Regions from separate parts of the Mus musculus genome. Here regions 1, 2, 3, 5, 6 and 7 are each linked to region 4. A link is a contact called in public ChIA-PET, HiChIP or PLAC-seq and promoter capture Hi-C data. All regions are on one chromosome and are shown on one strand. The core of a region is the stretch at or near the end of the contact, and the rest is flanking DNA. Distances in the headings are between cores, read along the strand shown.

Region 1 (4,197 bases), core at 1,167-3,666, 990 kb before region 4:
GTAAATAGCAAGCCCTCGCGACTAATTTATTACTTTTTATAAGCAATAGCCAGGCTGGCCCGCCTGGTGGACTCGGCTGTCTTGTCCTTGGCCCCTGGAGCACAGCCTACAGACCCTGTTCTCTGGGTCAAGGCAAAGCACTTTGGGCAACTTCTGTGTTTTCTAGTTTGTCCTTTCCGTGTGTGTGTGTGTGTGTGTGTGTGTGTGTGTGTGTGTGTGTGTGTGTGTGTGTGTATGTGTATGTCCATCCCATTCCCAACCCAAGACCCACTTGAAGGCACACAAAAGCTGGTCCCTACTGAGTTTTGACAGAATTTGGAAGCTGCACCCTAAAGCAGGCGGATCACCAATTCTGTGGCAGGCTATACTCTGAAGACTACCTTCTGTGTCTGAATAGCTCTCCTCAGACTGTCCTTACTCCACTCTGCCTGTGATCCTGCATGCTTCAGTTTAGGGGAAGTATGGGAACAAAGGACTTGGGGGATGAGGAATGCTCTGGTTTGAGGCAGAATAGCCCATATACCTTGCAGGAAGTAACTGACAGACCTAAGGGCCATCAAGGTGGGGAAGGTGTCCACTGCAGGGTGGGACAAAGCACTTGTCCCAAGTGAGGACCATGCCTGACCACCAACCCCTGCACCACAAAGTCTATGCCCATGTGCACGAGGCCCAGCATGGTGAGTGCCAGAGGACCGAGTGTGGACCCCAGCTATGCTGTGTAATTCTAGAGGAGTGTCTTTCCCATTCTGTGCCTCTTTACAGGACTAACCCCAGTGACTTGCACACTTCATGTGCACTGAGCACACCTGAATTCCCCCCAGCTTTGTGTGATCCAAGAAGCTGAGGTTCCTAAGGCCAGAGGCATGTCCCACAATGGTCCAGTAAGAGTGGCAGCCCAGGACAGGCTCTCCTAGCCCTACTGTGAGCATGGCCATGGGGGAGCCCAGACTCCCATGCTGTGTGATCTAGCAGCCATGTAGTAGGTTGCCAGTGGTGCAGCTCTACACACTCCACGAGGGGAATTCGCAGGCACTCAAACCCTCTGCACCTCCCTGACTCGCAGCCAGTACCTTCTGCTGGAAGGGAGACCAAGGCTGTGCATGAGTAGCCCTCTACCCATCTTGGAGCTGGCATCAAATAAAGTCCCATGAAGACATCTGATACTGGTGTGTGCATTTGTGAGTGGCTGGGGGTAGGGAAAAACTGATGGCTCGATATCATCTAAGTGAGTTTTGTTGGCTGTATAGGGGTTTGGTTAAACACTTAATCCAAGCCAGCCTGCATCCCAGCTACCTAGCAGGCTGGGATCCTGGCTAGGGCAATAGGGCAAAATCTCATCTCTAAAATGAAGTGTTTCCAGGCATGGCTGTATACACATGTAATCCTAACACTTGGAGGTGGGGGCGTGGGGAGGCACGAAGCAGAAGGATCATGAGTTCAGATACAGCCTGGGCTAATAACAAGACCCTGTTTCAAATAATAAAGCCAAAGGAATCAATGATTAAAAGCACTGGCTGCTCTTCTAGAGGACCCAGGTTGTATTCCCAGCACCTACATGGCAGCTCACAGCCGTAACTCAAGTTCTAGAGCATCCGATGTCTCTTCTAACTTCCACAGACACCAGGTACTCACAAGGCGCACAGTTGAACATGAAGAAAAACACAAAATCTTAAAAAGGAAAAATCCAAAACGCTGGGCGTCATAGCTCTTGCTTTTAATTCCAGTCGGGTTATACGCGGCTGTAATTTACTGAACCTGGATCCTGTGCAAGAGCAGTGAGCATGCTTAACTGCCGAACTCTCGCTGCAACCCCTCCGTCCCAATTTTCTACCCTAGTCTTTGCGGTGAGCTAAAATAGATAAATGAATCCCTCGGAAATCAGCCGAACAAGCTCGGCAACTTCTGGTTCTCTCCGTCTCGCCAGAGTCTGTCCGTATTTCCGGAAACAATCTCGCTTCCGGACGCTGATAAGCCGCATTCTCGCGCGTGTTGGGCCGGAGACACTTCGGCTGTTTCCGGACGCCTAGGGTTGTCATGGCAGTGCCTTCGCCTTCCATTCCTTCCACCAGCGGCTCTCCATTGAGGGTACAGCTGCCGAGCTCGTCCAGTGGACCTTCGGCAATTTCCGGAAGCTATCGGCGGCCTCCGAGTCAACTCCCAAGGCCTGGAGTTGAGGTCGTTCGGTTCCTCCCAGACACATTCCGCGGTCTGGCAGGTTCACGACTTCGTAAAAAACACAAACAAACCCCTGTTATGGCACGTTCTGCTGCTTCCGGAATGGCTCGGGTATCTCAGAGTCCCAAGTCCACCGAGCCCAGCTTCGGACCGAATGCGTTCCCGACCCTTCCGCTTTCTAGTGTTTTCGTGAGCCTCCGACGGCCGTGCTCGGCTGTCTCCGACCAGCCTCGGCTGTCTCGTGGCAAAGCCCAGCCTCCCATTCCCGCGGGAGCACACTCGGCAGCTTCCGGAGGCTTGCCCGCGTGCCTCGGTCTTCGGGCTCCGCCTCGTGTGGGGGGAAAGGCCCGCCCTCCCGACCCGAGTGCGCTCGGCTATTTCCGCCTGGGGGCGGGCCCGAAGGCTTGGAACCGCGGCGACGGTGGCTGACGCAGGGATCCCGCGGCTGCGGCGACGGCGGCGGCGGTCGTGGTGGTGGCGACGGCGGCCGGAGTGGGTGAGTCGATGGTGGTGGGGAGGACCCGAGGAGAGAAGGAGCCGCACAAAACCGGGCTCCGAGCTGAGCGTGGGGCTGTGCAGCCTGCGGGGTAGAGACAGGGTCTCTAAGGCCGGGAGGTCCCCGCCCGCAACGGGGCGGAGAGCGGGACACGACCCCGGATCCGGCCACTTCCGTCGTCCAGGGGTCTTCGGGGTGCACGAGGGTCTAGGGGCCCGTCTGTGTGAGCACACAGACTATGCGTGCATCGTAGGCCCCTCCTTTTGCATTGGGGGTTCCGCGATACCCTCCCCCCATGGTGTGCAGACGTGCTCGGCACGGGGGCGGGCAGACGGGTGGCTTTCTTAGGAGAGGCCTCTCCGACCCTCAGTTTCCCTACCTATAACATGCAGGCCACAAGAGGCCGGACAGTGAGTCACACCGGATACCCTGGACCACAAAGCCTTAAGTCCCTCTAGGACACCTGCACCGGGTCCCCGAGATCTGGGGATGAAGCCCAGACCCTCCCCTTGGCACGCTAAACGCCTTTTTCATGGCTTCTTTCTGAAAGCCTCTGCATCCTAGACAGGCGTCTTCCACCATCGGGCCTTTGCAGGAACCGGTCTGTCTATGCATTGCCCTGTCCCTATACGAGGACCTGTCAGCCTTGCTCCCCCAGGAGGATGCACAGAAGACCCAACTGCAGGCTGGAATGGGGACCCAGGCTAGGACCCAATGTGGGGTGTCCAGCTCCTGTCCCCATCCTACTGTGGCACTAAGGTGACCATGGTTCTTCTTGACACCTCCCCTCTCTTGCATCACCAGAGAGCCCCAGGCTAAGGCAAGCTGGGGACACCCCTGCACCCTGTCTCAACCTCCCCTGCAGGAACCAAGGCTTCTGTTTCCTTGGATGCCCACCCAGGCCACAGCTCTTGATAGGCCATGTCCACTGCTCAGGTGTTCAACCCCTTCTTGGGGTTCCCCAATAACCCCAAGTCTAACTGGCCATGTGGTCACTGTCTTTGTTCCTGCCTTGAACTTGGGTGCATCTGTGGTTGGCTTCCTCCTGATGAGTGGGGTTCTTCAGAGAGCTCTGAACTTCAGTTCCCACAACCCTAGTGGGGACAGCAAAGCATTCAGCTCCCAGCACCCCGAAGAAAGGCTGTCAGTGTGGCCTCTCGGATGGGGAGACTAATCAGTAGTGGGACAGGGGCCAGCCCCAAGGTCACTGGGGGATTCTGTCCTGGCTCACTCCGCCTTGTCCATGTCCTTTAGGCTGGTGTTCCCGGCTGAGCATGGTAGCAGCCTGTGGTCTGGGTCCCTTCGTCTGGTGTCAGGCACATCTTGAAGAGCCAGTAAGCCTGGGCACCCACAGCCCAGCTAATGAAGGAGTGATCCACCTATCCCAGCTTGACCATCTGATGGGTGACACAAGCCAAATAATTTGAGAAAACACCAGGAACATCATTGCACAGGTGACTAAATGGTGGCCTCTGTGACAGATGGCCATCTAGGCATGTGCGGCCCCCGAGGTCGCCTGTGACTTC
Region 2 (3,687 bases), core at 1,113-3,612, 740 kb before region 4:
GGCACCCAGTGCAAAGGCTGTGTGGCTCCAGGAAGGTGACTCAGCCTCTCTGAGCTGCTGTTACCAGCACTGGAGATAAAAAGCAACCTGTTACGAATTGTGTGTGCATGCCAAGTATGAGCCAGCAAACAAAGTTCACAAATACACCGGCATCAAGCCATCTCAGAAGCCAACCACACAGCACAGGCCTGGGAGACCAGTGAGCCTGAGACTATGAGTCAGGAGAATTCAAAGTGCAGACCCAGCTTGGACTGGATCTTGAGTTCAAGGCCAGCCAGGATTTCACAGTAAGGTTATGTCAAAATAAACAAATAAAAACCAGCCATTAATGTCCTAATGTCACTCCCAACCCACACAGAAGGGGAAACTAAGCTCAAGAGACCAGAAGTCCTTGGGTCAAAGTGCCTCCAACCAACCCAGCACACTTACCCAGAATGTCCAGCCACTCTTCCGGGGCTGGGGCTGGGGCTGGCTCAGGCTCTGTGGCTGCCAGGAACTCCCGAGCCAGGGCTCCAGGCTGCTCAGCCTCCTCCACTGTAGGCTGTCCCATGTCCTCTAGTGGTGGCAGCCCACTTAGGTCATCTTCCTCCTCTGCATCATCAACCCCATCGAGCACCTCAAAGCCCTCCAGCAGTGGGGCCCCAGGAAGTCGCAGGGCAGCAGGCTCAGAGGGCTCAGCCCAAGACGCCATGCTGCTGGGATCAGGAACTGGCCCTAAGGGGACAGGCAAGTGTGACAGTGATAACCCCATCTAGGCAGCCCCTCCAACTCCCTCCAACTGCCATCCCTCATGTAGCTCCCTTTCATTCATCGTATATTCGCTGGGCATCCTACCAACCTGGCTTGTTGAAAGGAACACAGACCTCACACGCTGAGCCACAGACTGCAGCTGGGTTAGCTGTTATTATGGAATCTTTATAAGCACAGAAAGTAGGGAAACCCTAGCTTACACAGGAAAGATCCAACAAGCACAGAAAGACAAAGCCCAGCCAGGCATGGTGGCACACGCCTTTAATCCCAGCACTCAGGAGGCAGAGGCAGGTGGATTTCTGAGTTCAAGGTCTACAAAGTGAGTTCCAGGACAGCCAGGACTATACAGAGAAACCCTGTCTCGATAAACCACCAAAAAAAAAAAAAAAAAAAAGACAAAGCCACTTAGCCAAAGTCAGAAAACAAGCCAATTAACAAGAGGGTCAAGATCGAAAGTTATTGAGCTGAATGTCAAGAAAAGGGTGTTGGGGTAATTGAGGCAGTGGGGACTGTCACTGAGGCCTTGGGACAGCAATCTTTATAAGTTTTATAACTTATTCATTTGAAAAAGGTGAACTTTTAGTAGAGGTTCCTGACTCTGGCCACCTTCTCTGCTAAAGGATCCAGCAATAAAGGATTGGTGCTAGAAACTTAATGTCTCTTGCTGAATCTCCCAACAACAGAGACGATGGCTCCAACCTGCCTCTATCACCAAGTCTGCTTCCAGCTTTTAATCGTAGTAGGGCACTGGGGAGATAGCTCAGGCAACAGGGCACTTGTCTACCAAGCACAAGACCCGGGGTTCTAACCCCAACGCTGCAGAAACCATGTATCAGCAAATGCCTTTCATTCCAGCAATCGGGAGGTGGAGGAAGGATGACCAGGTATTCGAGGCCATGGAATTCATGAGTTACATGAAATCCTGACTCAAGAAATTGAAAGCATAAGCTAGGATTGTAATTCGTTGGAAGAGCGTTCTCCTAGCAAGCACGACGCTTTAGAATTAGCACCCCTGTAAACCAGGTGTGGCAAGGCACGCCTGTCATCCAGCTCTTCGGACAGGAAGGCCAGGAGTTCAAGGCCAGCCTGAGCTACACACCCACTTGAAGACTAGCTTAGAATACTGGAGACCCAGTCTCAAATTAAATAAAAGCGAAAGAGTAGTGGGAACACCAATATGGACTCTTGCACCATCTCGCTGGCCCCAGGCCTCTCTGCGGAGGCCCCCAACCCAGCTGTAGAACCCTACGTCCTATCAGGCCCTCTCCTTAAGCCCCAGGAAGCCCCGGAGCCCTGCGTCCCTGCCCTGCGACCCTCACCTGCGGGGCTCCTTCCGGGATCCGGCCCCGACCGGAGACCCTCCCGCCCCGAGCCCCCACAATGCCCCGCGCGCCCCGCACCCCAACGCCGCCCCGCGCCCGGTCGACACTACCGCCCCGGGAGGCCCAGCCTCCCGCAGCCTCGGGAGGCCTTGGCCCCGGGAGCCTCGGCCTCCTCGCTACGCCCCGTCACACGTGCCTGCGGCTCGGGGACCCCGCTCGGGGTCCTGTGCCCCCTCCCCGCCCCCAGCCGCGGCCGCCGCGCCTCGGGAAACAGCTTCAGATACGCAGCCCCGCCCCCGCGCACCCATTGGCTGTTCACACCGCGTCTGCCGTGTTTATTGGCTTGTGCACACGTCCGTCTCGCGCCCTCGACACCACCTCCTTCCTGGTAAGCTCCGCTGGCCGTTTCTTAAAGGGGCTCTAGCCTCTAGGTGGAGGGGCTGTTGGGAGTGGGAGATGGGAACGCACTGGGCGCACAGTGGGAGAGGATAGCAGCACGCCCTGATTTGAGTTCATGCTGGGGCAGGCTTCCTCCTGCTTACATACGAGGTAGAAATAAACAAGAAACACTGTAGCTCATGCGCGGTCATTTTCGGGGCTCTTTGGAAAACAATAATATTTCATAATTTTACTTAATACTTTATTTCATGTCCTCCTTCCCCTGCCCCTCTCTTTTCCTGGGGCGTGGTGAGCAAGCCTCTCTGTGTAGGCTTGGCTGTCCTGGACGCAGCACGTTTACCAGACCAGGCTGGCCTTAAACTCATGGAGATCATACTGCCTCTATCTGCTCCTGGGATTAAAGGTGTGTGCTACCACACCCGTCTCAACTATTTTATTATAGCATTCTCTTTTGTTTCATGTTTTATATTGTATTTTAGTTAGCCAGGGTCTGACCATGAAGCCCAAGCTGACAGCAAAGTGTTTAGCTTGCTTGTGAGGTTCTGGAGTCTTAAAGAATTATTGATTTAATTTTATTAGTACACTGTCACTGTCTTTAGACACACCAGAAGAGGGCATCAGATCCCATTACAGATGATTGTGAGCCACCATGTGGTTGCTGGGAATTGAATTTAAGGACCTCTGGAAGAGCAGTCAGTGCTCTAAACCACTGAGCCATCCATCTCTCCAGCCCCAAGGTTCTGGGGTCTTGTGTGACTGCTTACTAAGTTACCTTGAAGGTACAGACGGGGTCAGGAAGCCAGACAGGGTGCTTGCCTGTTGTCTCAGTACTTGACAAGTGGGGCACTGAGGATCAGAAGTTCACGACCCGGCTTGGCTACATTGCACTGTCTAAAAGAACAGTAGCTGAAAGCTGAAGGGCAGTCACCTGAGATACAAGGTTTTCAGTAACTGCCTGCTGTCCATGCAGACTCTGCCAGAAGGTGCTAAGGTGTCAGGGAGAAAGCAGGGCCTCTCATTTGAAGGACCTTATCTACTCTCCCGAGCTGTCACCTTTCAAGAATGATCCTGTAATTCTTTCACTTGATATCAAAGAAACCATGGGCTTGTTCCAGTTCTGAGGGCTTTGAACCTGGCTACATCTGAAACCCAGTGGGGTTTGTTTTTTGTTGTTGTTCTTTGGTTCTTGTAGTACTTGAAATTGGATCTGGGACCT
Region 3 (4,106 bases), core at 1,213-3,712, 580 kb before region 4:
CGTTTCCCATGGGTCACGCCTCTTTGCAACCTGTCCACCACCCCACCCCCGCTGCAAGAACTTTCTCTTTGGAGTGAGTTTTCTGGACAAAATGCCTTTCATTCCCTTCTGCCATAAATGTAGAGTCCCCAGCTTCCCTTACTTGTTTGTTGGACTTAGCGAAGGTCAGTCCCACGCCCTCGTGGGTGGGTCCGCTGAACCCAGGGGGACAGGCTTCGCAGTGAAAGCCAGGGCTGGTATTGATGCACCGCACCCGCGGGAAACAGGGGTGAGCATTGCACTGTGAGAAAGAAGCACACAGGATTAGAGGCCCCAAGCTGGACCGCCAGAGCCGCACCTTGGGGCTTCCCGGATGTGGACAGGGGTTTGTTTTGTTGGAGACAAGATCTCACTGCTTAGCTCTGCCTGCTCTGGAACACACCATGTATACCAGGCTGGGCTCGAACTCAATGCAGAGAATGCAGATTGACATGCGTCTGCATTCCAGGGCGCTTAAGGGCCATCTTCAGCCAGCTCTTGAAATAGGGTGCCACACGGGATAGAGAACCCGAGGGTCGCTGACGACTTTGCCTTTATGGGCATGGAGTTGTGACCTCTTAGGGATGAGGAAATGAATTTGTGGGGCGGGCATCCCCAGCCGAGGGAGGAAGTGGCCGCCTGGGCGTGCAGGCACGGCGGCGATTGCCCCGTCGGGGAGGGCGACTCTCCAAAGTAGACACGTGGTCCGGTCGAGGACGTCCCAGTGGTGAGGAGGGTTGGAGAGAGACACCCCCGGCGCCCAAGTGGTCGTTGGGGTGGGCGTCGGTAGGGACAAAAGGAGTGGTCAGAGTGTGTGTCTGAGAGAGTGATGGAGTTGGCCTGGGTGGGCCCCCCCTGTTAGACGTGAGGTCTTCTGGTTTGGAGCCCCGGGCTGCGAGGGGCTGGTCCAGGAGAACACCCTCAGTAGATGAGGGGGGCGTCGTCGGATGGAGGGAATTTGTGGTGGGGTCGGCCCGGGTAGGGACAGGACGGCGGGGGTGTGAAGAGCCCGCGCACCTCATTAACGTCGGTGCAGTGCGAGCCGTTGCCGGTGTAGCCAGGAGGGCAGGGGCCGCAGCGCGCGCCCGTAGCTGTCTCGGAGCAGACTACGCCGGGGAAGCAGGAGCCGGGTGCGCAGAGCGGCACTGGCCGCACGCTCAGGCCTGGAGTGCGTGCGGGCTGCATTCCTGCGGACCCGCAGAAGTTAGGCCACGCCCCGGAGAGGAGCCAACCTGGGCCACGCCCAGAGGAGGCGCCTGTCCGGCCCCGCCCACAAGATGGGCTTGACCCCTCCCGGGGTGGGGCCGCTCAGGACCACGCCCCTCGGGGGGTTCGGTTTAGCCCAAGCTGGGACTGGGCAGGTCCGAGCGCGCGCCCTCCGGCCGTGCGGTCCTCCTGCCAGCCCTGTCGTTGGTCTTCGCGCATCTCCCAGGCCTTCTCTCCGTCGTCCAGTCCGCTCTGTCGCTGTCTGCTTTCGCCCCCGCCAGCTTCCTTCCCCAGCCCTTTTCCTCCGTTTCGCTCTGTGCCCCCACCCTTCCTCCTGCCCTTGGGTCCGGTCTATGCTCACCGCAAGCATCACATTCCATCACCGTATTCTTCAGGAAGGTGATCTCCTTGACCTGCCGGGCAGGAAGTCAGCGGGACCCCTTCCCATGCGCCTCCTCTCGGTCCCCCTCCTCTTCCCACGACCCCTCTTCCTGGGAAGCCCGGTGCCCACAACCACCCCCTTTACATCCGCCTTTGCACAAACCCATTCCAGAGTCCCTGTCTCCCTATCTCTGACTCTGTGCATCTAGTCCCAGAATCCTGTCCCTGCCCCTGTTTCCATCCTCTCTGTCCCACGCCCTGTCCTCTCTTCCCTGCTCTGTTTTTCCTCTCTGTCCTTTTCTGTCCCTTCTGTTCCCCGCTCGTCACTGCGATGTGCCTTCTGCACCTGTTCTGCCCCGCGCTGCCTTTCTCTCTCTCTCTCTCTCTCTGTTCTCTACCATTCTTAGTCCTCTCTGTATGCCCCTGTCCCTGTTCTGTCTCCACGCTGCTGTCTCTGTTTCCTTACCTGCTGTCGCAACAGCTCTCTCACGTCTTGCAGCGCCGCATTAGTCTCCTGAAGTTCTCGCAGCATCTGTGGGGCCAGGTCTCCACCTGCGTCCACAGGGGCCAGTGATGGGCGACCCAACCACTCCATCACCCCTCCCGCCACCTCCGGGGCCATCCAAGCTCCACCCGCCGCTTCATTTTTCAGGAACCCCGGACGTTCCTGGAGAGCAGACCCCAAGTTCTGAGGAGCAAGAATCATGAGCCTGGAGGGGCCTCCTGTCCAACCATGTCCCCTACTAAGCGGCTTTACCCAGCGGGATCTGGCCCTGGCCTGTCGCCCGCAGGATAGCCAGGGCGAGCACTAGAACGCAGGCAGTGGGGCCCATGGCGGCGGAGCTGCAGCTGCTGTCTGCGCCTTCGAGCCCGCGGCCTATTTATCCCCGCGCCGGGTCCGGGACAGCCCCCGCGGCCCTGCCCAGAGCCCGCCACAAGGTAAACAGGCCGGGCTCTGCATTCAGGGCCGCGCCCCACAGCCCTGCGGGATGACCCGCAGCTGATCAGTATATGGTGGGGTCTGAGGAGAGAAAGGCATGAGCCTTGAAGAGTAAATTGGGGCTCTCCACTCACTCTGGTTCACCACTGAGTGCCTGTTGTATGCAAGACAATCTTCATCTGTCCCCGTAGATAGCATTGGGGAAACAAAGTCATAAGTATTCAAAAGGTCCCAACTCACCCACTCTGGCTCCCACACTCCCTCCGCACTTCAAAGTCCTGCAAAAGGGACCTATGGGTGTGACTCAGCCCAGGTCAGCAGGAGGTTGTGAGGGTTCCTCCGCCCCCCTCCCCGCACCTTCAAACAAACAGAATTCTGAATAAACGATGTCCTTGCCTCAACTTCCCCTTTTGCACTGTTGAGGAGGCAGTGGTGGTGCTGGGGATGGGGTGGAGGAAGGAACCTCAGCTTCCCTGGGGTTCTCTTCTCACTGGACTGCACTAAGCTTTGTTCCCCAGCCACCAGGGAGACAGCCTGTCATAAAAATAAGACTGGCTGGGAACTGAAAATCTTTCCCGGGCCAGCCACACTCTGAGCTGTAAAACACCTCAGCTTTAACCCTCTCCACCTGGCCTTCCAGGACTCACAGCTTACATCTGTAAACAGAGAAGCTGGGCTCAGGGGAGGGGGGCTGGCCCACTTGGGGCTGCTGCAACCCAAGAAGATCTCTTGCTCCAAGAAGAAACCATGGAGGGCTGCCTGGGGGAGACAGACAGTCCAGGGAACAAAGAGAATAAAAAGATCAGTCATAGGAAGCAGGGGGGTTAGCTCCAGTGGTGGGGGCAGGGAAAGAGGTGGAAGTTGGTGGAGCATGTCGGACGGAGGGTATGTGCTTGTAGATTTCTGGTACATCCATGTTTTACACAAATGTGCCTGTTGTGGGTCATATCTCCTACTAGGTATCTGCTGGGGAACACTGGAGGAAGCAGTCCCCGGCCTCTGTCAGAGGCAGCCAAGGTGGGTCTGGAAATGGTTACACTATTACCCAGAGGTGGTGGGGATCTAGTGGGAACTGCTGAGCAATAGTCCTCAGTAGGAATGAGCCTGGGATTCTTGATAGATGAACACCACACATACAGTGTGCTGGCAAAATCCTGGGGCTTAAAGACAATCAGGGAGTGAGGCTAGCCAAGAACAGTGCCCAAGTTGTCTTTGGACTCACGGGGGCAGGGGGTGGAGGGGGACGGAGGGCAAACAGCCCTGCAGAGGAAGGCTGGAGGTGGCTGTGTTCCGAGAGGCCAGGTCCCAATGGCTGAGCTACCTCCTGTTTTCTTTGGCTCCAAACACGTGTGGGGCTGTTCTTGCTGACCAGCGCTGGAATTCTCCAGAAAACCACCACTACTGGGCAGACTTGTGGCCTCCCAAGTGCCTCCTGCAGCTGAGGCAAGAGCACACAGCAGCCTAACGGGTGACTGCCACAAGTCAGGCATGGGGCTGGGGCTCAGGACCATGTCGCTGGAGCCACAGCCACAGTTGGGCCCTAAAGGGAGCTGTGGGAAAG
Region 4 (4,024 bases), core at 15-2,514:
TAGTGACACTATGTTTAGAGTTCTGAATTTAGAATCACTGCACCATTCTGACAAGCCCTCATCTTAACCATACCTTACCGATAACTTGAGACTCTACGCTATTTTAAGTCACTTACAAGTAGTTCCTGGCCATCTTCAGCACCAGAATGAATTACACTCTCTTTTGGGTCTAGCAAGGGACAGACAGAAGCTGAACACTGGGCCATAGGACTTGGCTTCATACATTTGGGGGTATTACCCCACAGGTCTAATCTAACACTTAAAAAAAAAAAAAAGAAAGAAAGACCAACACAAGAGTAGAAGCCAGAAATAGTGACACAGGCTTTTAACCCGAGAACTCTGGAGGCAGAGCTAGGCGGTTCTCAGTGAGTCCTAGACGACCCAAGGCTGCATAGTGAGATCCTATCTTACAGGAAAAAAAAAAAAAGAGTAAGAAAAGAAAACCAAAACCAAGGTAGGAGATGACGGAGAAGCAAGGCGGAACCGTTCCAAGAACAATACACCATATGGGAGCTAAGAGAACAATTCACACTAACAGTAGCATATGGATCCTGCTCTAAGTGTGTTCCAGGTGTTTCTTGTGAATCAAAATAACCAGCCACAACTGCATGGCGAGTCACAGCGGGGTCAGAAGTAGGCCTGAGCCATAGGACAGGGGGCGCCGCTGGAGAATCGAGCTGTTAAGATTGGAGACTCGCAAGCCCGCGGCAGCCCGGTACCCCCGCTAGGCCCCATTGTGCCTGGGTCCCGGTCCGGGTCGGGGTCGGGCGCGCGCGCGCACTTACCGGGGTGCAGGTGAGCGCGCAGTGCGCGTGCACAGACCAATGCCCCGACAGGACAGTGAGTGCGTGCGCGAGGCAGATGGTGGCGAGCGCCAGCAGCGCGGCCTCGGGTATCTGGGTCCAGCTGCTGCCCCATCCCCAGCAACCGCTGGCGGCGGCGCCCAGCCAGGCTGGGTACAGCAGCCCGGCAAACGGCAGCACGGTGAGGCGCCGCAGAAGCGCCAGCCGCCGGTACGGCCACACGGCGGCCACCAGTTCGTCGCCGTTCGCTATGAGTGCTGGCCCGGCAGCTAGGCCCGGCCGCAATCGCGACCCAGGCTGAGGAGACCCGTTGTCCCGGGCCCCGCCAGGCCGGGCTCCGCAAGGAACCGCGTTGCCCACCACCGCCATCTTTCCCAGCGCTGCGCTGGCTTCCGGCAGAGGCACCGCCCCACTTCCGGTCTATTACTTCCGGTAAGGTCTGAGCGCCACCTTGGAATAGGAAGCGCCTAGGTAAACCGTTAGGTGGGTTAACACAAGTGTCTGTTCAGGGCGCCGCCATGACAAAGAAGGTACCAAAGGTCCAAATCAGCTTGCTAAGGTCGGCCGTGGCGAACTAAGAACGCAAAAGATGTAGACGGGCAGGGCGGGATTGACATCAGCAAGAGACCCTGAAACGGAAGAGCCCGTCCCTTCTCAGCAACTTTTCCGGCATCTATCTAGGAAAGAGCCTCCGTTTGGGGAGGAGAAAAGCTTACCCTAAGATACAAACTTTAGGACTTGGGACCTTTTGAGGGCGGGTTTGGGAGGAGGCGGAGCTTTCGCAAGGTAGGGTTGAGGGTGCCTTTTCCATGCAAGCCATACGGTAATAAGTACACAAGGTCACATTAACATAAATGGAAAATTAGGTACTTATGAAATATACTATGATGCTTTATGCAACTATTCTGTACAAGTACTGTTATTTAAACACAGCCATAAGAAGGTTTTGAAGATTTAAAAATATATAAGTATGTATCTGTCTCTGTGTGTGTGTGTGTGTGTGTGTGCGCGCGCGCGCTGTGCAGTTCCTACGGGGCCCTAAGAATTCGTCTGAGGTGGGAGCGGGTAAAAAAAAAAAAAAAAGAATGTGTCTGAATCCTGGATTTGGAGTTACAGTTAGTTGTGAGTGTGAGTTCTGGGAATTAAATACAGATCCTCTGGAAGAGCAGCCAGTGCTGATAGTGGCCGCTGCCTTTGACTCGCGAGTGCTGGCCACCCTACCCAGATCCAATATAGATCATTTTTATTCTTTTTCAATGTTATTTTGCTTGGTAGTGCAGGGCATCTCATGTATAAGCAAAGCTGAAGTAGGAAGATGACAACTTCAAGGTCATCTGAGAACTTAAGGAGACTTTTTCCAGACTTAAAAAAAAAAATAAAAGTGTTGGCTAGTTCAGTGTTAGAGTGCTTGCCCAGCATTCTTGAAATCCTGGGTTTCATTCTTTGTAAAAACAAACAAATAGAAAAACTCACACAGCCCCCTGACTGCAGCCTGCTGTTGCATAGTGATTTTCTCTCAGTTGAAATGACTGGAGGAAAGTTTGATAAGAGGACTAAGGAAGTTCTAAAGGCAGGCCTTGTCTCCTCGCTTCTCTTCACTCTATCCCACCCCAGGGGATTAGTCTCCAGTCCTTGGGCTTGGCAGCAAATGCTCTTGCCCTCTGAGCCTGCTCTCTACAGAGAGGTCCGTTAAGACTCAGGAAATAATTCAGAGGCTGAAGAAATTCCTGAAACCTTAGCAGGTGCAGCAGGCTCACTTCTCCCCGAGGTTATTAGGCAGGCAAGTTCATTGCAAGTACGGCGGAGAACTCTAGGTTTGCAGTTTGGAGTGATCACCATTTGGGGGTGTGCCTTCACCCCCAAATGACCTCTCAGTCATCCTTGCCAGCCAAGTTTAAGCAGCCACTAAGCCATATTCCTGCGATAACTCCAGTAAGCTCTCTGATTCATTGACTTGAACTTCAGTGTTTTTTTGTTTTGTTTTGTTTTGTTTTTCGAGACAGGGTTTCTCTGTGTAGCCCTGGCTGTCCTGGAACTCACTTTGTAGATCAGGATGGCCTCGAACTCAGAAATCCACCTGCCTCTGCCTTCCGAGTGCTGAACTTAAAGGTGTGCGCCACTATGCCCTGCTAAACTTAAGTGTTTTTATTACATTCATCTGTCATCTCTGGGGTGAGTTGACGTTTGTCCACATCTCTGTAGGAATAGTGTCACACAGCATAAATGGTGCCTGCACAACTGGGACTGGTAGAACCAAATAAAGGGAGAGGTAAGTGCCTGCTCCCTTCCTGGGCGCTGAGGCTGGGCCTGAGGCTGGTTCGTGTGAGGGAGAACATCTGTGGGTGAATCCCGTTATGGCTAGTTCTCCCTGTGGTGGAGAGTGATATGCTTTCCTGCTGTAGTGGTGGCTGCACGCTTCCTGCCATAGATGATAGGACAAGCAATCATGCATGAGCCATCTGACATCTGTGGTGGGAATCCCAGGGTGACCATCTTGCTCTGCTTGGAAAAGGGTGTCCTGTCTTTTTGATGAACAAGATCTACCTCGTGTTTGGGGATGATGTAATAATGTATTACAACTCTTTTTTTTTCACAATATTTTAAGCATATTTTATTTACATTACTTATTGAAAATATCTGGTGTACTGGAAATGATAAGAATCTTTACATATTTTACTTTCCATTTTTTTCCCATTACTTTATATATAGTAAGACGGCTCTTATAAGTCTTTATAAGGGAACCGGAAGCCATAGTTCAAGGAGCCTAACTTTAAGTAAGACAATTAGTAAGGACTAGGATATAAACCTGTTTGTAGAAGACAATATATTACATTCAAAGACAACAGGCTTTGTAGCCGACAGAATAAACATTAGAAGCTCCAAGGGATGGTCCTCCATGTGTCTCATGATGCCTTTCCTTTGAGGCATCAGCAGTGCCTGACCATTCCACACCCAGGCCACTTTCCAGGGTTCAGTTTACAGTCAACCACCTTGAAAGATGAAGCCAGACATAAGCCAATGGATCCCCCATTTTCAGAATTCCTCTTCTATATTTTTGCTTCTTTGCATTGAATGGGCACTCAGAACATTTGCTGTGAGCAAACTCTTGAACTCTTCAGATACCATTGTGACCTTTATTCTAAGACTCAAAACCAAGTGTAATGGAAGCAGCTCATATTCCTTATCTCTGTATGCTCTGAATAGGTGGCTAATGCTCTGGT
Region 5 (3,686 bases), core at 534-3,033, 700 kb after region 4:
TAGTATTTTGCTCTAATAGCTTTGAAGATATTGTTGATCTTCCTTAACGTTTAAAAGGGCAAAGTTTTTTTTTTACCTTGTGATGTCAGAAAGTCAAATGATGTGCTCCAGATTAGTTACTAATTTCCAGCCTGAATATTTTACTTTCCGTTTCTTTTTAACAGCCTGAGTAATTTCTTATATTATGTACATATAATATCTAGAATTTTTAATAATCCTGAAGTTGTTTTAAAACAGGATCTGATTTTCACAGGGCAACTGCCAAAATTACTCCAAAGAGTGTGTATCAATTAATTATAATTATTTTGATAGTATCATCAAACTTTAATAATAAAAAATTGAGTTAATATTTAAATTTGACTAAAAATGTGGCAAAAATAGTAAAAGATGATATTTAAATGCAGTATACCAACTCCCTTTTAAAAACCCTATCCATATTAAAAAAAAAATACACGCTTAACTATTAGGACAAATTGAATTCCAAGTTATAGGATTTACAGAGCACTTCCTAAGTCAGACACTGTGAACTTGGGGATACAAAGATGCAACTTTTAGAGACAGCTTAGTCAGCAGAATCCTCCTATGAACAAACTCTTCAAATATTGGCCAAGCACATGGATATGGTGGAGAAACACTACTCATCCCTGAAGGGCTTAAGACCTTCGCCATGGAGTAGTCGACACTCCCTGAATTGGCTCTGAATGACTTGTTATATGGAAAGAGACTACTATAACCTTGTAACATTTTTCCCTTAGAAGCCACACCAGTGTCTATGTGCTCTGCTCAGAGCAAAGCATACATATCAAATGCAATTCTAGAGATTCTGTAATTCTCAGGTATAAATCTGTCAGTTTTCCCGACGTTTCCTTGGGCTCACATGAACCCCTAACAGGCATTCTCTAATTTTAACAATTATTCTAAAAAAATGCTTAAAAGGCACACCTCAGCAATCCACTCTCCAATGTGTGTGTGTGTGTGTTTTTTTTTTCCCTTCCCCTCGCTGCAGTGTTATCACATGACCCACTGACAGCTCAGGACAGGATTAGTCAGGCTGGAGGGCGCCTAGCTAAAACCCTTCAGCTGAAACGCTTTTAACCAATGAGCCACCCACAGAGCCAAGCTGCCAATTAACCTGTGCAAATGGAACCTTATTTTCAGGAAAACAACAGATACTTAAAAAAGAGGAAAAAAAAAAGTCTTCTTTCAAAGCTCTCTGCCTGGCTTTAAGGGAGCCGTGAAGAGGTTTGATTCTATACAACCGAAAGCTTCAGCCAACAAGAGCCATTTGGGAATGACTGGCTTGTCTAAACATGGCTTATTGAGGTCTTTTATGATCACTACACTTAAGCCTATGAACATAACAGTGGAAAGCAACCTTCCATTTAACTGCGTTTGGTTAGCTGGTCAGTAAACGAATAAACAACAGAAGACCAAGCAAAGGATTAAGAAACTCGATTTTTGGTTCCTCTTTTCCCAATAATTAGATGTCTGAAGCCAGGCATGGCTTCTCCTTTCCAGAACCTTAGGCGTCTCGCCTGTAAAACGAGAGGGTGGGACTGCACGACTAGGGTATTTTTCAGCTCTAAGGTTCTCCGGTATCTAGGTGTCCTCCAGTGAAGCGGTTCCCTACAGAATAAGCCACATCTCCCTCTAGCCGCGGGGCCTGCCCACATCAGCGATGACATTACACCTTCTGCACGGTCCACCTGCCCAGAGGTCCACGGGGCAAAGGGGGACGGAGTAGGCGTTCCCTCGACCCGAAGACATTTAAATGAGGCCAGGAGCAGATGAAGACAGTGACAAGAAGTGGCCCTCAGAGACAGACCAGTGTCTGACAATACCCAGAGAACTCGGAGCGGGTAGGGCAATCATCAGGAGCCCACTTAGCCCATGGGAAGGTTCCAGTCGGTGCTCTCACGCTCGGCCCACCGAAGTCACGGAAAAGCTCACGCAAAGCTGGAGAGGTGCTTGTGAACTGAGCGATGGGGGAAATGAATCCCATTCCCTCCCCGCTGGCTGAACAGGTGAGAGCACAAGCCAAGGGCTTGGTGGACACGCTCACTTTCCCGTACTCACTGAGACGAGGCTGGGATAGGTAGTTCCGGCTCACCGCCAGCGCCTGCTCCCGAGCTCCGGCCATCGGCCCACCGGTGGGCACGGGCAGTTCGGGTGCGGCCCCGTTCACGATTCCCCGCATCGCTCGCAACGCCATCTTGTCTCCTCCGTCCCGACTGGCCCCGCAGCAGCGCGGCGCAGGCGCACATATAGCAGGGAGGCCCGTGCGGCCGGCCCCACCCATGCGCGCTTCGAAGCTGCGGCAGAGGCCCCGCCCTCTCGGCGGCGCCCCGCCCCCAGACTCGTGACTGGAGCTCTGCGGGGGCGGTGCAGGGTGCGCGCGCATGCTAGGCGCATAGGGAGCTGACCAGAGTGCTGGGAGCGCGGATCTGAGGCTGGGAGCGGGAAAAGAGAAGCGAAAGGGGCCAGAGGGCAAAATTGACACAAGAGAGAGGATTCACGAGAAAAAGAAAGATTCATTGGAATGTAGGGAAGGAAGAGATAGGAAAACGTGCATAAGAAAATACAGACAACTGAGGTTCATAATCAAGCTGTGGAAAACACCTTGGAAAGCAGAAGATAGAAAACCTAGTCCCATGATTGGTAACTTTGTGTCGAAATTTATTTCAGTTTATCCTACTACCAAGTTCTTTTTTTTTCGTGGATCTTTTCGAACAGACTTGGCTTTCTTGCATATCCGAAGAGTATATGGTGTGGAAGACCACCTTAGGAACAGATTGGAAAACCAGTTAAGAGGTTAGAACGCACAAAGGGTTCTAGTTTCTTTTCTTTGGCTGTGATAAAATTAGCTAGCGGTTGGCTTGGTGTGATGGCGCAAGCCTTTAAACGCAGCACTCAGGAGGCAGAGGCAGGAAGGTCTGAGTTCCAGGGCAGCCAGAGCTACATAGTGAAACTATGTTTCAAAACAAAAAAAACAAAAAGAAAAACCAGCCTGTGAGAAACGAACAACACAGTAAATTGATTGTTGTTCTCTTTACAATATAAGAACAGAAGAGGAAAACAAGAACTTTGCTATGACGGAGCAACATACTGAAAAACTTCTTTGTGTTAGTTCCCCATAGATTTGTTGATAAATACACAAGAGGATGTCTAGACTGGCCTTCGGTAAGGTTTATAACTTATCAGTTTGGGAAGCATGGATCTTTGCCTCATTCACAAAATTACTATGTTGTTGTTTTGTTTTTAAAGATTTATTTATTTGTATGTATGTGAGCACACTGTTACTGTCTTTAGACACACCAGAAGAGGACTTCGGATCCCATCATGATGGTTGTGAGCCACATGTGGGTTCTGGGATTTGAACTCAGGAAGATCAGCCAGTGCTCTTAACCGCTGAGCCACCTCTCCAGCCCAATTACTATGTTGTTATAAAATTCCCTTTGGGCTATATATGTGAGGTATGTATGGAATATAAATGAGTTTTATCTATAGACTTACAGCCTATATACAAGACATATTATGTAAATATTTCACAATTAAAAAAAAAAGAAATTTGAGAGGCTGGAGAAATGGCTCAGTGGTTAAGAGCACTGACTGCTCTTCCAGAGGTCCTGAGTTCAGTTCCCAGCAACCACATGGTGGCTCACTGATGATAAGTTATAAACCTTACT
Region 6 (4,098 bases), core at 342-2,841, 690 kb before region 4:
AGCAAGGAGGAGTGATGGAAGGGAGAGAGGAAGAAAGAACAGAAGACAGAAAATAATAAAAAAGGAAAGACAGCCAGGCATGGTGATATATATGCCTGTCATTCCAGGACTCAGAAGGGTGATGACACAGGAGGGTTCACAGTTGCAGGCCAGCCTAGGAGACACAGTCTTAACAAAAGGAAGACCTTAACAAAAGGAAAGCCTTGCACAGACATGGGCCTTTGAACCATTGCTGAGGGTTGCAAGTCTATAGCGTGCTTGAGGTAGAGGGTGTGGAGGCTGGCTTGTGTCTCTGTGGGCAGGGATTTCGGGAATGGGAGCTAGAGTATGAGGGCAGATACAGAAGGGATGGGGATTTGAGAGTGGCATTGGGCCCTGAGGTAGGAGGTTCTGAGCTTACTATATGCTGAAAACGCTGAAGCAAAGGGTTGGAAGTCAGAGGGTTGGGTTGGGTTCAGGCTGGGAAAGGGATATGGCTCGGGGCAGGATGCTAGTGAAGAGGGTCTGTGCACTCAGGGACTTTTGTTCCCTCACTCATCAGAACATGCCATCTGAGCCATCCCGCTTCTGCCAAAGATAAGCCACGCCCACATCTGTGCGCCGCCTAGCCCACACCTTGTTTGCCCCGCCCTTCATGGCACGACCTTCACAACTTAGGTTCCACATCTCCTACCAAGGCTCTTCCCCAACCCTCCCATTCTTGCAGTCCAGACCCGCCCCCTCATTATGATGAGCCCCGCCCAAGTCCCGATCCTTCTCCCAGCCCTGGCCCCGCCCAGGCACCTCCCGAACGTGGATTCGGCCCTCTTCCCATCCCAGGCATATGTTCCCAGCAGTTCTGCTCTTAATTAAAAGACCCTCCCAACCTACCCTTTGCCTCACCCCTCCGCTAACCACGCCCCTCTCGGGCTAGACACTTCCCATCATCATCCTGGGCTCCTTCCCTCCTCTAGGGGCGGCTCCAGTCTTCCTCCACTTTTCTTCTGGTCCAGCATATATCTAACACCAAGAATGACCCTCAGGCCGCCTTCCCCTTCCTGGTTATGTTGGGAAGTAACATGGTTCCATTTCCCGCATAGGCCTTCCAGCCACTCTCTCCACAGCCAAGACTCGCCCCTCTCCAAACTCAGGCCCTACCATACCTTGGAGCCAACCTTTTCTCCCACAGAACTTTTCTTCCACAGGTCTCTTCCCTCCTTTACATAGGCCCCGCCCCTCTTTAGGTCATGTCCTGCTTGAATCACCTTTCTCAGACCCCTCCCTTCTGAGGGCCATGACGTCTTCAACCCTTACCCCCACTTCAGGTACTATCTTCCTTAGGTCCGCTCTTAGGCCATGCTTATAATTCTTATTGCACGCCTCCAGGGTTTTAAGCGCCACTTCTCTTCAAGGCTCCGCCCCAATCCCCGCCTACCTCTTTGGCCCCTGGTCTTTCAGGCTCCTCCCCCTCACTTTCTTTGGCCTTACTCGATGTTCTTCTCCGACCTGCTCTCCTCAGGCCCCGCCCCTGATCCCAAGCTCCGCCCACCACTCGAGTCCCTCCCTCCTTCTCAGCGGCTCCGCCCGCTGCCCCGGGCCCCGATCTCCCGATCAGCGCGCCGCCCCATCGCTCGGGCGCGCGGCGGAAGATGGCGGAGTCCGGTGGCAGCAGCGGCTCTAGTCAGAGCCCCGAGCGCCCGAGCAGGTGAGTCCTACGCCTCTGTTGGCATGCACCACTTGGCTCGGGCGGGGCCGACCCGGGGCCGCCGGGGGCGTGGACGTTCCGAGTCCCTGTCGTTAAGGTCCTGAGCTATGGCGTAGGCCTGAGGGCAGGCTGAGGCCCGGCTTCCTGGGAGCTGCGAGCCCGGGGCTGAAGGGGTTCGGGGAAGGTGACGTGGGAAGCTCCACAAGGACCCTGGGGCCCGGGAGGGAGCCGAGGCGTTCGTGAAGGGAGCACTGAGACCACCTGGTTACCTCCACAGGTCCTGATGGCAGGGAACAAGAGGCCTAGGCATGTCTGGAGGGGAACACTGAGGCCAGTCACCTAGGAGCCTGGACATGTCTGAGGAAGACACTGAGGCCAGTCACCTAGGGGCCTGGACATGTCTGGGGAGACACTGAGGCCAGTCACCTAGGGGCCTGGACATGTCTGGGAGACACTGAGGCCACTGGGAGACCTCAACAGGTTCTATTTGTCAGAAAATTGTCTAGGGGCTTGATAGGTGAACAAGGGACTTGGGCATGCCGTGAGGGGACACTGAGGCAACCTTGGGGGCCCCAGCAGATCCATCATGATGGCCAGGGAGTCTCAGGGACTGTGAGAGGTCGGGATGTATTTGTGGAGTTTGAGCACTGTGAGAGAAGATACTCAAGAGTATAGGGTCTTTCTTTAAGACCCCCTTCCTTCCACCCTTCATAGGGTTTAAATACCCCTCCCCTCACTCTAAACGTTTGAATTGGAGGTCTTGCCCTCAGATATTGGGTCCACGTTCACCCCTTTTAGTTAAATGAGGTCACCCTTTTTCCTGGTCAACTCTGAAGGTGGGTTCCTTGAACTTGGGAATTTGCATAAAGATGGCAAGTATTTTTAAATATTTGTTTTATTTTGGTTTTTCAAGACAAGGAATCTTATAGCTGGTCTCACAGATGCCATATAGCTGAGGATAACATCAAACTGCTGGTTATCTTTCCTCAACCCGAATGATCAAGATGACAGGCATGCATCTCTATTCCTGTGGTGCATGCTAGGTGAGGACTCTACTACTGGGTCATATGCCTGCCCTCTACCCATCCTATTTTTAAGATAGTGACTGATTTGTATAGCATAGGCCAACCTTGAACTCAAAAACTTTCTGTTGCAATACATTTTTGTGAATTGATCTGGAGTCTCAGGGGAAGAGCACCTACCGGTCTTAGGGAACTCTCTTAGGGAGCACTCACACCCTCCATTTTCACATTAACCCAGAGCCAGGAACCCCTGCCCTGAGACAGCCACCACCCTTGTGAGATCAAGGAGGAAATTCAGTCTGTAAATGGTTTGGGAATAAACCGAAGCCAAGGGCACTGGGCCTAATGATAACGAACAAAGTTGGCCCTCAGGCAGGCCGGAGGGCAGGGAAAGATCTGGTGGCCTGTGGATCTGAGTTGAGCATTAGGACTGGAGGGAAGATGCTGATTAGGGAAACCCTGCTACCACCTAGAGGAGGCATTGGCCCTGCCTGTTACCAGAGCAGCTGGAAGCTTCAGAGTGAGGTCAGAGCAAACCAGGGACTCCATACAGGCCATCGGCAACTGCAGAAACTGGGCGCTCTGGCCACAGAAGAGTGAGTGGCAGCACACTGGGGCATGACAGAGTGGTGGCCCAGGACTGAAGGTCTGTAACAGGGGTAGATCATGGAGTCATTGGGGAATGAGTGGGCAGGGCCTAGGAGCCAGATAAAAGGGGACGGCTGGCAGGCCAGTAGTGGCACATGCCTTTAATCCCAGCACTTGGGAGGCAGAGGCAGGCAGATTTCTGTGTTTGAGGCTAGCCTGGTCTACAAAGTGAGTTCCAGGACAACCAGGACTATACAGAGAAACCCTGTCTTGAAACGCCCCCCCCCCCCAAAAAAAGAAAAAAAACAAAAACAGAAAAAAAGGGGGGTCAGCTGACCAGATCCCTAGGGTAAATTTTTTTAAAAAGATTTATTTATTATTATATCTAAGTACACTGTAACTGTCTTCAGACACACCAGAAGAGGGTGTCAGATCTCATTATGGATGGTTGTGAGCCACCATGTGGTTGCTGGGGTTTGGACTCAGGACCTCTGGAAAGAGCAGTCTGCTCTTAACTGCTGAGCCATCTCTCCAGCCCCTAGGGTAAATTTTTTAAAGATGTATTTTTTATTTGTTTATATTTCAAGACGGGGTTTCTCTGGATAGCCTTGGCTGTCCTAGAACTCACTTTGTAGACATGATTGACCTCGAGCTCACAGAGCCTCTACTTCCAGAGTGCTGGTGCTAAAGGTGTGTGCCAGCACACCTGTCTTAAACATTTATTTTAAAAATGTATTTGTGAGTATCGGTGTGTCTGTGAGTATATGCCATATATTCATGGGTGCTCTGTGTGCCTGTGAGTAT
Region 7 (3,985 bases), core at 1,191-3,690, 910 kb before region 4:
GGTCCGGCTTGTCGAGTCCGGGGGCACCGAGTCTCGAAAGAGTCCGGGGCGCCCCCCCACCGCAGCTAGTCCGCGCATGCGCCCCGCGCTCGGGCTCAGTACGCCGGGACCTGGTGCTGGGGCAGCAGCTGGCAGCCGCTGTTGACGTGGCTGAGGACTTTCTGTTTGAGCTGCGCCACCTGCTCGCGCAGCAGGCTGGCGGTGGACGCCAGCTCGGTGTTCTGGCTTTTGAGGGTCTTGACTTTCTCCTCCAGGCGCGAGATACGCTCCAGCTTGCGCTTGCGGCATTTGGAGGCGGCGATGCGGTTGCGCAGCCTCTTGCGCTCCGCCTTGATGCGTTCTTGCGTGTCCATGTCGATGGGCGACAGCGGAGGGCTGTCGCCGAAGCTCGGCACGTCCGGCACGGTCTGCGGCTCGTCCTTGAGCGCGGCCAGGCGCGGTGGATGCGGAGGTGGCGGCGGCCCCAGCGCGCCCGGGGGCGGCGGGAAGGGCACTGGCTCCGCGGCGAAAGCCACGGTGGCCGCGCCCCCAGGGGGCCCGGCGCCACCCGCGAAACTGCTCAGGTTGGCGTAGACCGGGGTCTCCGTGGCCCCGGGGGTGGCGGCCAGGTCGGCGGGCGCGGGAGGCGCGGGAGCCCCTGAGGTGGCCGCGGTGGCCGCACCCAGCTGGCTTTGCTTGTGCAGGTCCTCCAGCGCCTTGACGAAGCCTTCGGCGAACTCCTGCTCCTCGCTAGCTGCCACCTTCGGGTAGAGGAACTGCGTACTGGTCGGGGTAGTGGTCACCAGCCCGTTGGACTGGATGATCAGCCTCTCCAGCTCCGGCGACGCGAGTTTGAGCAGCCCAAGATCCGGCGAAGCCAGCAGCCCGTCGGGGGCGCCGTCGGGGCGCAGCGCAGAAGGTGCAGTGGCCGACCCTGGTTTCAATCCCGCCGCTCCCTGCTCCGCCAGGCTGAGCGTCAGCGCGTCTTTCTTCAGCATGCTGCTCGTCGGGGGCGCCCCGGGGAAAGCGCGGCCCGGGGGCGCGAAGCCACCACCGCCGGGGGCCCCAGTAGCACCAGCGACGCTCGACGCACCCGCAGCCAGGCCGCTCAGCGCCTCCTCGCCATAGAAGGGCGTTTCCATCCCCACCTTCCCCCGCCGCGCTCGGCCCCGGGGCGGGGGGAGTGGCCGCGGCCTCCCCGGGGGGCCCCGTATGCCCCCCAGTCCGCTGCCCGTACAGACCGGCTCCGATGCCGGCCGCTCTGCCCCGCGCCGCCCGCGCGCACTCTTATAGCCTCGGCCCCCGCGATGAGCTCACCGCCCCCGCTCGCCATTGGCGCGAGGTGACGTCGTTGATTTGCATAAAGGGGCGGGAGCGGGACGCCCTCGCCTGGTGGCGGCCGCTGTTGCCAAGAGCGACGCTCGCTACATGGCACAACAACGCGCTGCATTGTGGGTTGACGTCATGGGGGTGGGGCTGAACGCGGTTTGGCCGGGTCACCACGCCCAGCTTGGATTGCCGGGCAGGCTCTGTCCCTACCCTGCTGTTTCTTGCCTCTCCTCCCTTTCTCTTCCTCCCCTCTTTACTTCCCTCTAGATCTTGCCTCTCTGTTTCTCAAACTGGACCTCATCTGTGCGTCTATCTCTCCCCTGTCTCTGGCACTTCTGTGGCGTGATGTGTGGAGCCTCATAAACCCAGGCCCTCTGTGAAGCCACGCCCCGCGTCACGCCCACCGAAGGCACGCCCCTCGGGGGCCGGGCGCCGGCCAGGGTTCCTCCGGCTGGGAGCTGGCAGGTGTGGGCAGGAAGGGGGAGGCAGAGGAGGGTCCCTTGGAGAGTCCCCACAACTACTTAGCTCCTTGTCAGTTTCACAGGGTGGAGTCGAACGCCCTAAAAGCTGACCTCCTGCCTTTTCCTTGGGGAAACTGAGGATGGGATGTGTGGAGTCCAACTGCAGCCAGGGTAGCCATCAGTTGTAGGTTTTTTTCTTGATCTCGGTGAAAAAAAATTTTTTTAATCTTTGTTTTGGGTCAAGACAGGATCTCATCCTCTAGACTCCGCTATTCATGAACTTAACTTCAGTCCCCCTGTTTCATATTCCCAAGTGTGGCAGTAACAGGCCTGAGTCTCTTAACCTCGGCCTACAGATCTCGGTTTTTATTTTACATGCTGGTGTGTTTGTCTGTGTGGTTGTGTATCTGTGTTTGTCTGTGTAGGTATCTGTGCTTTGTGTGTGTGTGTGTCCAGGAAGGTCAGAGGAGAGTTGGGAGTCTGTTCTCCCCGGTGTGGCACTCTGGCTGTCCGACTTGGGTGCAGTCACGTTTACTTTCTAAGCCTACCCTATGGCCCTGGATTGGGACGTTTTGAAACAGAATCTCACTCTGTACCCCAGAATGACCTCCCGAACCCCCCAAAATCTCACCTCAGGCTTCTGGATGACTAATATATGCCATTGTGCCTTGCTTCGGTTTCAGTTATTAGGACACCCTGTACCCTAGCTGACCAAGACTGAGGGTGATTTCACTGCCTCAACGTGAAAGACGTGCCCATCACCTCATCTTAGCATGAGATTTGAGTCTTGGGTTTGTTGAGTTTTACTTTGTGTTTTGAGCAAGGATCTCTCACCTTCCAGCTGGGGCTGGCTGGGAACTTACAGATGTGGACCTGCTAAGTGCTAGAGTTAAAGGGCACTATGCAAAAGCTGTAACCCAGGTTGACCTGGGGCTCCTGCTGATGGAAGTTCTGGGGTGAGCTTGTGGGGTTTTTTTTGTTTTGTTTTGTTTTTGCCTTTGTTTTGAGACAGAATTTTTCTGTAGCTCAGGCTAGACTTGAGAAGTGATCCTTCTGCCTTCTATGTGCTGTAAGGACAGGCATTTACCACACATTTGTCCTCCCAAGGACAGAACTAGGGTGCCAGGCCTCTGGACAGCCATGGCAGTACACGTTTTTACTCTTGACTCTTCTAGAGCCTGAGGTGGGTCCCAGAGTGGAGCCTGCAAATGAGAATCCGGACTGGTAATTACCCTCTTAATTAGTACAGTATGCCACCAGGCCTGATGCAGGCTTTTCTGCTTGCTGGGAACGGAGGTGGAAGAGGTGGGAGCAACAAGTCCCAGCACACTCAACACAACCCTTAGAAGACCAGAGAGGAGTCTCATCCCTTCTCTGTGACTCCTCTCCAATCTGTACCCCATTGGAGCTCCTTTGCACCTCAGGACCTTCGCCCAGGCCATTGAGGCCTCAGAGGGTTCTCCCCCCTCCCCCCAAACCCCCGCCCGAGCCTTGACCAGTTGTTGCCTCAGAGAGCCACACACCCAGGTTTTATCCCCTTTTGTAGGCAAGTGACCATCCAGAAAGATAGAGTGGACTCTCCCCTCACCACACACGTGGGGTTTGCGCTTCGCGAGCCATATCCCAGCCAGCACCCCCTCCCCCGCCCCCCGCCAAACGACTGAGCCAGCTAGTGCTGGCCCAACGCCAGCCAGCCCCCGGCGCCAGGCCTGCCTCTCCCCGGGGCCGTACGGAGCTTGGCGGAGCGCGCGAGGCTCCGCCCTGACCTTGGGACTTGGCCTTGGCGGGTGGGGGATGGGCGGGCGTGCGCTCTGGAGGCGGTGGTTTGAGCTGACTGGGGACAGGTTTACGTACCAAATTAAGTTTTACCTCTGTTGAGACTCACTTTCCCTATCAGGCAAGGAGAGCATTTTGTAGTGGCATGGAAAATGTAAAGAAATAGTAAGACCTGAACATTTTTGGTTGCTTTTCGAGACAGGGTTTCTCTGTGTAGCCCTGGCTGTCCTGGAGCTCACTCTGTAGACCAGGTTAGTCTCGAACTCAAAGATCCTCCTGCCTCTGACTCCCGAATGCTGGGATTAAAGGCGGGAGCGGCCTGTCCTGACTGACTTTTTTTTTTTAATTGTATTTCTGTAGGAAAAGGGCTTGTTGAGAGGCTGGGGAAGGACCTCAGCTTTCAGAGTCTGTTCTCTCCCATTCTGTGGGTCCTGTGAACT

The links. Promoter capture Hi-C pulls out the DNA fragments that hold promoters and counts their contacts. ChIA-PET counts read pairs in DNA pulled down with a chosen protein or histone mark. HiChIP or PLAC-seq counts read pairs in DNA pulled down with a chosen protein or histone mark. Capture Hi-C pulls out chosen DNA fragments and counts their contacts.
Region 1: an H3K4me3 HiChIP or PLAC-seq map of embryonic stem cells shows a contact between it and region 4, with 7 read pairs. The contact joins the promoter of 2010320M18Rik here to the promoter of Atp13a1 in region 4. A contact is called at or near these places in 2 of 39 promoter capture datasets (the SN4741 cell line and liver), 1 of 115 datasets of contacts at active chromatin or transcription factors (embryonic stem cells) and 1 of 9 other capture datasets (pancreatic islet).
Region 2: a contact with region 4 is called in a promoter capture Hi-C map of adipose tissue. The contact joins the promoter of Fkbp8 here to the promoter of Atp13a1 in region 4. A contact is called at or near these places in 1 of 39 promoter capture datasets (pre-B cells), 2 of 115 datasets of contacts at active chromatin or transcription factors (memory CD8 T cells and pancreatic cancer cells) and 3 of 9 other capture datasets (adipose tissue, liver and pancreatic islet).
Region 3: a promoter capture Hi-C map of liver shows a contact between it and region 4. The contact joins the promoter of Comp here to the promoter of Atp13a1 in region 4. A contact is called at or near these places in 2 of 39 promoter capture datasets (cranial neural crest and liver), 1 of 115 datasets of contacts at active chromatin or transcription factors (bone marrow-derived macrophages) and 1 of 9 other capture datasets (liver).
Region 5: a contact with region 4 is called in a promoter capture Hi-C map of liver, with 2.5 times the contacts expected there. The contact joins the promoter of Slc18a1 here to the promoter of Atp13a1 in region 4. A contact is called at or near these places in 4 of 39 promoter capture datasets (the C10 cell line, liver and stem cell-derived epiblast-like cells), 1 of 115 datasets of contacts at active chromatin or transcription factors (astrocytes) and 2 of 9 other capture datasets (embryonic stem cells and pancreatic islet).
Region 6: a contact with region 4 is called in a promoter capture Hi-C map of liver. The contact joins the promoter of Klhl26 here to the promoter of Atp13a1 in region 4. A contact is called at or near these places in 2 of 39 promoter capture datasets (liver and pre-B cells), 1 of 115 datasets of contacts at active chromatin or transcription factors (pancreatic cancer cells) and 2 of 9 other capture datasets (adipose tissue and liver).
Region 7: a contact with region 4 is called in an RNA polymerase II ChIA-PET map of memory CD8 T cells, with 49 read pairs. The contact joins the promoter of Jund here to the promoter of Atp13a1 in region 4. A contact is called at or near these places in 2 of 115 datasets of contacts at active chromatin or transcription factors (bone marrow-derived macrophages and memory CD8 T cells).

What each region holds. Positions count from the first base shown.
Region 1 is chr8:70,775,081-70,779,277 of GRCm38.p6, reverse strand. It overlaps 2010320M18Rik (RIKEN cDNA 2010320M18 gene), which reads right to left and starts at 2,416. Exons shown (of 1, transcript NR_029440.1): 1 at 1,672-2,416. Pik3r2 (phosphoinositide-3-kinase regulatory subunit 2) reads left to right here and starts at 2,566. Exons shown (of 16, transcript NM_008841.3): 1 at 2,566-2,671; 2 at 3,926-4,197. It overlaps Mast3 (microtubule associated serine/threonine kinase 3), which reads left to right. Exons shown (of 26, transcript NM_199308.2): 26 at 1-1,161.
Region 2 is chr8:70,526,418-70,530,104 of GRCm38.p6, reverse strand. Fkbp8 (FK506 binding protein 8) reads right to left here and starts at 2,362. Exons shown (of 9, transcript NM_001111066.1): 1 at 2,269-2,362; 2 at 430-714. The coding sequence starts at 691.
Region 3 is chr8:70,371,904-70,376,009 of GRCm38.p6, reverse strand. It overlaps Comp (cartilage oligomeric matrix protein), which reads right to left and starts at 2,462. Exons shown (of 19, transcript NM_016685.2): 1 at 2,363-2,462; 2 at 2,072-2,157; 3 at 1,586-1,637; 4 at 1,036-1,205; 5 at 143-280. The coding sequence starts at 2,438. Gm51533 (a long non-coding RNA gene) reads left to right here and starts at 1,150. Exons shown (of 4, transcript XR_003947399.1): 1 at 1,150-2,544; 2 at 3,505-3,562.
Region 4 is chr8:69,788,403-69,792,426 of GRCm38.p6, reverse strand. It overlaps Atp13a1 (ATPase type 13A1), which reads right to left and starts at 1,264. Exons shown (of 26, transcript NM_133224.2): 1 at 786-1,264. The coding sequence starts at 1,172.
Region 5 is chr8:69,087,319-69,091,004 of GRCm38.p6, reverse strand. It overlaps Slc18a1 (solute carrier family 18 (vesicular monoamine), member 1), which reads left to right and starts at 1,783. Exons shown (of 17, transcript NM_153054.2): 1 at 1,783-2,024. Atp6v1b2 (ATPase, H+ transporting, lysosomal V1 subunit B2) reads right to left here and starts at 2,269. Exons shown (of 14, transcript NM_007509.3): 1 at 2,077-2,269. The coding sequence starts at 2,212.
Region 6 is chr8:70,474,436-70,478,533 of GRCm38.p6, reverse strand. Klhl26 (kelch-like 26) reads left to right here and starts at 1,591. Exons shown (of 3, transcript NM_178771.3): 1 at 1,591-1,684. The coding sequence starts at 1,629.
Region 7 is chr8:70,696,194-70,700,178 of GRCm38.p6, reverse strand. It overlaps Jund (jun D proto-oncogene), which reads right to left and starts at 2,440. Exons shown (of 1, transcript NM_010592.5): 1 at 1-2,440. The coding sequence starts at 1,121. The coding sequence ends at 96.